Linked DNA regions of Sus scrofa: region 1 is linked to region 2. Evidence: chromatin contacts called from public HiChIP or PLAC-seq data. All regions are on one chromosome and are shown on one strand. The core of a region is the stretch at or near the end of the contact, and the rest is flanking DNA. Distances in the headings are between cores, read along the strand shown. Region 1 overlaps GABPB2 (GA-binding protein subunit beta-2). Region 2 holds the start of LYSMD1 (LysM domain containing 1).

Evidence for each region. HiChIP or PLAC-seq counts read pairs in DNA pulled down with a chosen protein or histone mark.
Region 1: a contact with region 2 is called in an H3K27ac HiChIP or PLAC-seq map of alveolar macrophages. The contact joins the enhancer-like site here to the promoter of LYSMD1 in region 2. A contact is called at or near these places in 21 of 47 Hi-C or Micro-C datasets (adipose tissue, alveolar macrophages, brain and 13 more) and 2 of 2 datasets of contacts at active chromatin or transcription factors (alveolar macrophages and skeletal muscle).

The regions. Positions count from the first base shown.
Region 1 is chr4:98,143,063-98,145,762 of Sscrofa11.1, reverse strand. All of the region lies in intron 5 of GABPB2 (GA-binding protein subunit beta-2), which reads left to right. Among named protein-coding and RNA genes, the nearest start is that of GABPB2, 20 kb to the left of the region's middle. Within about 2 kb of position 1,407, at least 2 of the 83 cell types and tissues checked have an H3K27ac peak or open chromatin away from gene starts, as enhancers often do. A contact at or near this core is called in alveolar macrophages, where this site is marked.
Region 2 is chr4:98,081,225-98,083,924 of Sscrofa11.1, reverse strand. LYSMD1 (LysM domain containing 1) reads right to left here and starts at 1,374. Exons shown (of 3, transcript NM_001243501.1): 1 at 599-1,374. The coding sequence starts at 778. It overlaps SCNM1 (sodium channel modifier 1), which reads left to right and starts at 1,551. Exons shown (of 7, transcript XM_001929657.4): 1 at 1,551-1,720; 2 at 1,988-2,058; 3 at 2,299-2,387; 4 at 2,485-2,582; 5 at 2,691-2,700. The coding sequence starts at 1,670.

The DNA of each region.
Region 1 (2,700 bases), core at 158-2,657, 62 kb before region 2:
CGAACCTGCAACCTCATGGTTCCTAGTCAGATTTGTTTCTGCTGCACCATGATGGGAGCTCCTTGATGAATATTTTTGATACCAAAATCCAGATTACAAAGTTTGCTTTCAGTTTCCCATTTGTGACTAAAGATATTCCTCATCATCAGTGTCACTATCAAACTGCAATGATTTTGGAAGGCACGCTAATTTAAACATGAATCAGGGCAAAACAACGTTATGAAGATAAATTTCCTCTTTCTGCAGAATCCTAAGATGTACGCTAAAGTCAAATATAAATTGTTTTGTGTTGGAGTTCCCGTCGTGGCTCAGTGGAAACAAATCTGACTAGGAACCATGAGGTTGTGGATTTGATCCCTGGCCTCAGTGGGTTAAGGATCTGGCGTCGCCCTGAGCTGTGGTATAGGTCGAAGACGCAGCTTAGATCCTGTGTTGCTGTGGCTGTGACATAAGCCTATAGTGGTAGCTCCAGTTTGACCCCTAGGCTGGGAACCTCCATATGCTGTGAGTGCGCCCCTAAAAATAATAATAATAGTAAATAAATAAATTGTTTTGTGTTGATTCATAAATAGTAGAGGCTTTGCTATCCAATGAAATAGGTTCTCATCTGGGTTCTTATATTTACTAGCTATACGACCTTGGGCAAGTTACTCTATTTTTCTGGATTTAGTTTTCACTAACTTATTGAGGTTGCATAGCTGATCATAGCACACTCCCCTAAATCCTAGTCTAAAAATCTTATTTATATAACCCCCATTTTGAACAAGTAACAAGTTGTCACTAACAATGCCATTTCCCTTCCAAAAGCAACAGCAACCGTGCACATTTTAGTTTGTTAGATACAGGGTCTTATATTAAGGAGAATGAAGCAATTAACATTATTTTTTTAATTCCTCAATGAATTTTGTTACATTTTATAGTTGTATAATGATCATCACAACCAAATTTTATAGCATTTCCATCCCAAACCCTCAGTGCACCCCCCCACTCCCCAAGCAATTAACATTGAACAATAAAATACTTTTCCTAGAACTCCCTGGGATAAGTCTAAAGAGGTAATTTGCATTGTCTCTATTCAGTTTGAACTGCGTGTGTCAGAATACTACATCTAATATTTCACAAGTGTTCTTTCTTAATTTTACTGTTGAGGGGAAGTTGGGTGAGTCATTTATGTTTGACTCAAAGGGAAAGTACACTTCGGTTGGAATCATGCTTAAAAGCAGATAATGCCTTTCTAATGAAGCAGTTCTACCCAGGTATTCTTCTTTAGCTTGGTGGCCTACCTGATGTTTGTCTTACTTGAACTTTAATTAATAGCCTTATTGTGGAGTTCCCTCGAAGGTGAAGTAGAAATGAATCTGACTAGGAACCATGAGGTTGCAGGTTTGATCCCTGGCCTTGCTCAGTGGGTTAAGGATCTGACGTTGCCGTGAGTTGTGTATGTTGCAGATGAGGCTCGGATCCTGAATTGCTGTGGCTGTGGTGTAGGCTAGCAGTTGTAGCTCCAATTGGACCCCTAGCCTTAGAACCTCCATATGCCTCAGGTGCGGCCCTAAAAAGCCAAAAAAAAAAAAAAAAAAGCCTTATTGTGTGTGTGTGGGGGGGTGTTTAACTGTGGTAAAATATTAACAGCGTTGTTTTATTTATTACTAGTGACATTGACATTGTCACATATATTCCAACCTCCATGAAGGATATATCTAAAAATTGCTTGTTCCTGGAGTTCCTGTCTTGGCAAAGTAGCAATTAATCTGGCTAGGAACCATGAGGTTGGGGGTTCAATCCCTGGCCTCGCTCAGTGGGTTAAGGATCTGGTGTTGCTGTGAGCTGTGGTGTTGATCACAGACACGGCTCGGATCTGGCGTTGCTGTGGCTGTGGTGTAGGTGTAGGCCAGCAGCTACAGCTCTGATTGGACCCCTTAGCCTGGGAACCTCCATATGTCATGGGTGCTGCCCTAAAAAGATAAAAAAAAATTAAAAACCCTAAAAATTGCTATTCCTTGTTTTTTGGGAGGTTTTTTTTTGTTTTTTTGTTTTTGTTTTTTTTTTGTTTTTGTCTTTTTGCTATTTCTTGGGCCGTTCCCGCGACATATGGAGGTTCCCAGGCTAGGGGTCGAATTGGAGCTATAGCTGCCAGCCTACACCAGAGCCACAGCAACATGGGATCCGAGCCGAGTCTGCAACCTACACCACAGCTCACGGCAATGCCGGATCCTTAACCCACTGAGCAAGGCCAGGGATCGAACCCACAACCTCATGGTTCCTAGTTGGATTTGTTAACCACTGAGCGACGACGGGAACTCTCCTTATTTATTTCATTTGTGTGTTCCTATGTCAGCATTTGGTAGGATAGTCTCAGTGATAAGAAAAACATGAAAATAGGAAAATGAGGGTATAAGCTGTAGTTTTGAATATTGCTCTTTTGTAGTCAATAGATACATACAGTCTCCTTTCTAGAGGTCAAGCACTATGTTCCACTCAGACTGTTTGGTTCCCTGAGTGTATATGTATATTTCTGCTGTGCCACAATGGGAGTTCCATGGTTCCCTGAGTATTTTATGAGAGAATTAGAATAAAATAGGGGCGTGCCAATCATGGCTCAGCTGTAATGAACCCAACTAGTGTCCATGAGGACACGGGTTCAATCTCTGGCCTCACACAGTGGGTTAAGGATCCGGCATTGCTGAGAGCTGTCATGTA
Region 2 (2,700 bases), core at 125-2,624:
ACATTCTCATTTAAAACATTTCTATGTGGTTAATTGTAGGGGCTTTGGAGTTCCCTGGTGGCTCAGTGGGTTGAGGGTCTGGTGGCATCACTGCTGTGTCTCTGTTGTGGTGAGGGTTCAATACCTAGCCCAGGAACTTCCTGGCCAATCCCTGGCCAAAACAAAATAAAACAAAAGGGTATGGGCTTTGGAGTAAGATAGATTTGTTTGAATATTCACTCCAGCACTTACTAGTTATTTGACCTTGGTCAAATTGGTTAACCAATCTAAGTCTCAGTTTCTTCACCTATAAAAAGGGTATAATAATTGTATGCTTGATAGGGATGTGACGATCAGATGCGCTAATGGATGTAAAGTCTTTAGTATAGTGACTGGTATAATAAATAAGAGCTGCTCACCTCCACCGGGATATTGAGACAGGATTTGTCTCAACCAGACAGTGCAACACGAGATGGGACCCTTGTCAATTAATTTATCACAATTAACTAATTTAGACACAATTAGGAAAATTTCAGGTGAAGTTGCCCAGAGGGCCACTATATCCTCATGAGGAATAAATCTTTTCTGAGTGTCTGCGTCCCAATCCTGGAAGACTCACCGTCACCCCGTATTTGAGTGCTAGTCCAGCCAGGGTGTCTCCGGGCGCCAACTGATGCTCCAGGCGTCTTTCCCTCACCGGGGAGCAGGCAGACTGCACAAGGCTTCCATAAGAACGAGCCCGGCTCCCTTGAAGCAGTCCTGACCCCCCGAGGGGGGCCTGTCTAGAGGGAGAGGCCATCTCCTCACCCTGCGGACAACTGGAGTTGCAACTGCGGGAGGCCCGGCCAAGTGACCGATAGTGACAGGCCCGGGGTCTGGGAATGAAAATCTGGAGGATTCCTTTCCCTTTCTGTGTTCTCTCCTAAGTCTCTCCGCCTTCCCCCCACTAGGCGACCTCTGACTCCTGGCTTCCCCGCCTTCCAAGGCCTTTTCCCACAAACCTGTAACCTGACTGTTCAGTCCCTACCTGAGTTTCTCCTTAGTACCCCTCCGACTTTCGATCCCCCACAACTCGCGACATTGACCTCTGACCTTTGACCACTAGACACCCTCCTCTACACTACAGAGTTTGCCCCCAGGTCGGTCCGCCAGACCTCCCAGCCCCCAACCCCGATTCCGCGCGTCCCGGGCTTGGTCGCTAGGGTCGGGAACTAATCAGGCCCACTCCAGGTGGGCTGTGGCCTCAGGCGAAGGGCGTGATGACCGCGAGAATCTGTAGCACACTTTCCCCTGAGAGATCCTCAAAGGTACGCTCCGCATCAAATCAGTCACACTCTCAAACTCGGGATCCACAGCTAGGTTCCTCTTTCTCCAAACGCCTCTAATCTGCCAAGATGCAAGGGCCTGAATCGGGCAGGGCGGCAAGCTCTTTGAAAAAAGACTTCATTTCCCAAAAGGCTCCGCGCCGGCGGGGTCGCAGAGCACCATAGGAAATGCAGTCCCCTCTATGGGCTAGAGGCGGGTTTTCGGGATCGCGCGGCGCATGCGTGGAAGCGCATCCCGGAAGTAAGGGGGCCAACCGGAAAGAGACAGGAAAGAAAGGAGACGTCCCACTCTTGCTACGGTGGCCTGAAAGGAGTGGCGAACGCGGCGCGATAAAACTTATATTTCTGGGGCTCTCACAGTCGTGATGTCTTTCAAGAGGGAAGGGGACGATTGGAGTCAACTCAATGTGCTCAAAGTAAGCGCGAGAGGAGAGCATCTGGAGCAGCTTCAGTTGCCGTCTGAAGGCTGTGAGGGAGCTGTTTTGTTGCTGTGGCAACAACTCGGGGGAGGGGGGCGGAGGAAGCCAGACGATTGGAACTGGGCCGACACCCCTTCTTCAGCCCAGATCTCTACCCTTCTTGTGGCCTTTATTCCCTTTGAGTCCTCGTCCTTGTCATTTCCTTTTTGTTCCTCCCTCATATCCAGCTGACCCCGTCCTCATTTCTTCCCTTGTTCCCTGCAGAAACGGAGAGTCGGGGACCTGCTGGCGAGTTACATCCCAGAGGATGAGGCGTTGATGCTACGGGATGGACGGTGAGGACTAGGAGTGGATCAAGCCTGGGGGTTCTGCGGTTAGAGGCTCAACAAACTTTTGTTATTAAGCAGATTGGAAAGAACAAGGAATCTTTGGCGGGGAGTGAGTAACAGGGATGTTGGTGGTGGAGACTGGGAGACTTGGGATTTGGGCTTTGGAAAGGAGTTCTAGGCTGTGGTGGAACCTATGGCAGAGACTCCACTCCCCAGGAACCAATTATCTTCTCTCCTCCTCTCTAGCTTTGCTTGTGCCATCTGTCCTCACCGACCGGTACTGGACACCCTGGCCATGTTGACTGCCCACCGTGCAGGCAAGAAACATCTGTCCAGTAAGTTTGTGGGAAGACAGAGCATAGAGAATAAACCCTTAAAGGGTTTATTCACTCTGGGTGCCCTCCTTTTAATTCTCTTTCCCTTTCTCCTGAGGCCTGCAGCTTTTCTATGGCAAGAAGCACCCAGGAAAGGGCCTGGAGCCAAATCCAAGACAACAGAATGAATTGAGGAGAGAAGAGACCAAAGCAGAGGTAATCAGAGAGGGGAGGGTGTGTTCCAGGCTGCACACCTTAGGCTTGAAGGCTCTGGATTCTTTCTAGCTCTGAAGGTTCTGACTTTGTCTCCCATCTCCATGCCAGGCTCCTCTGT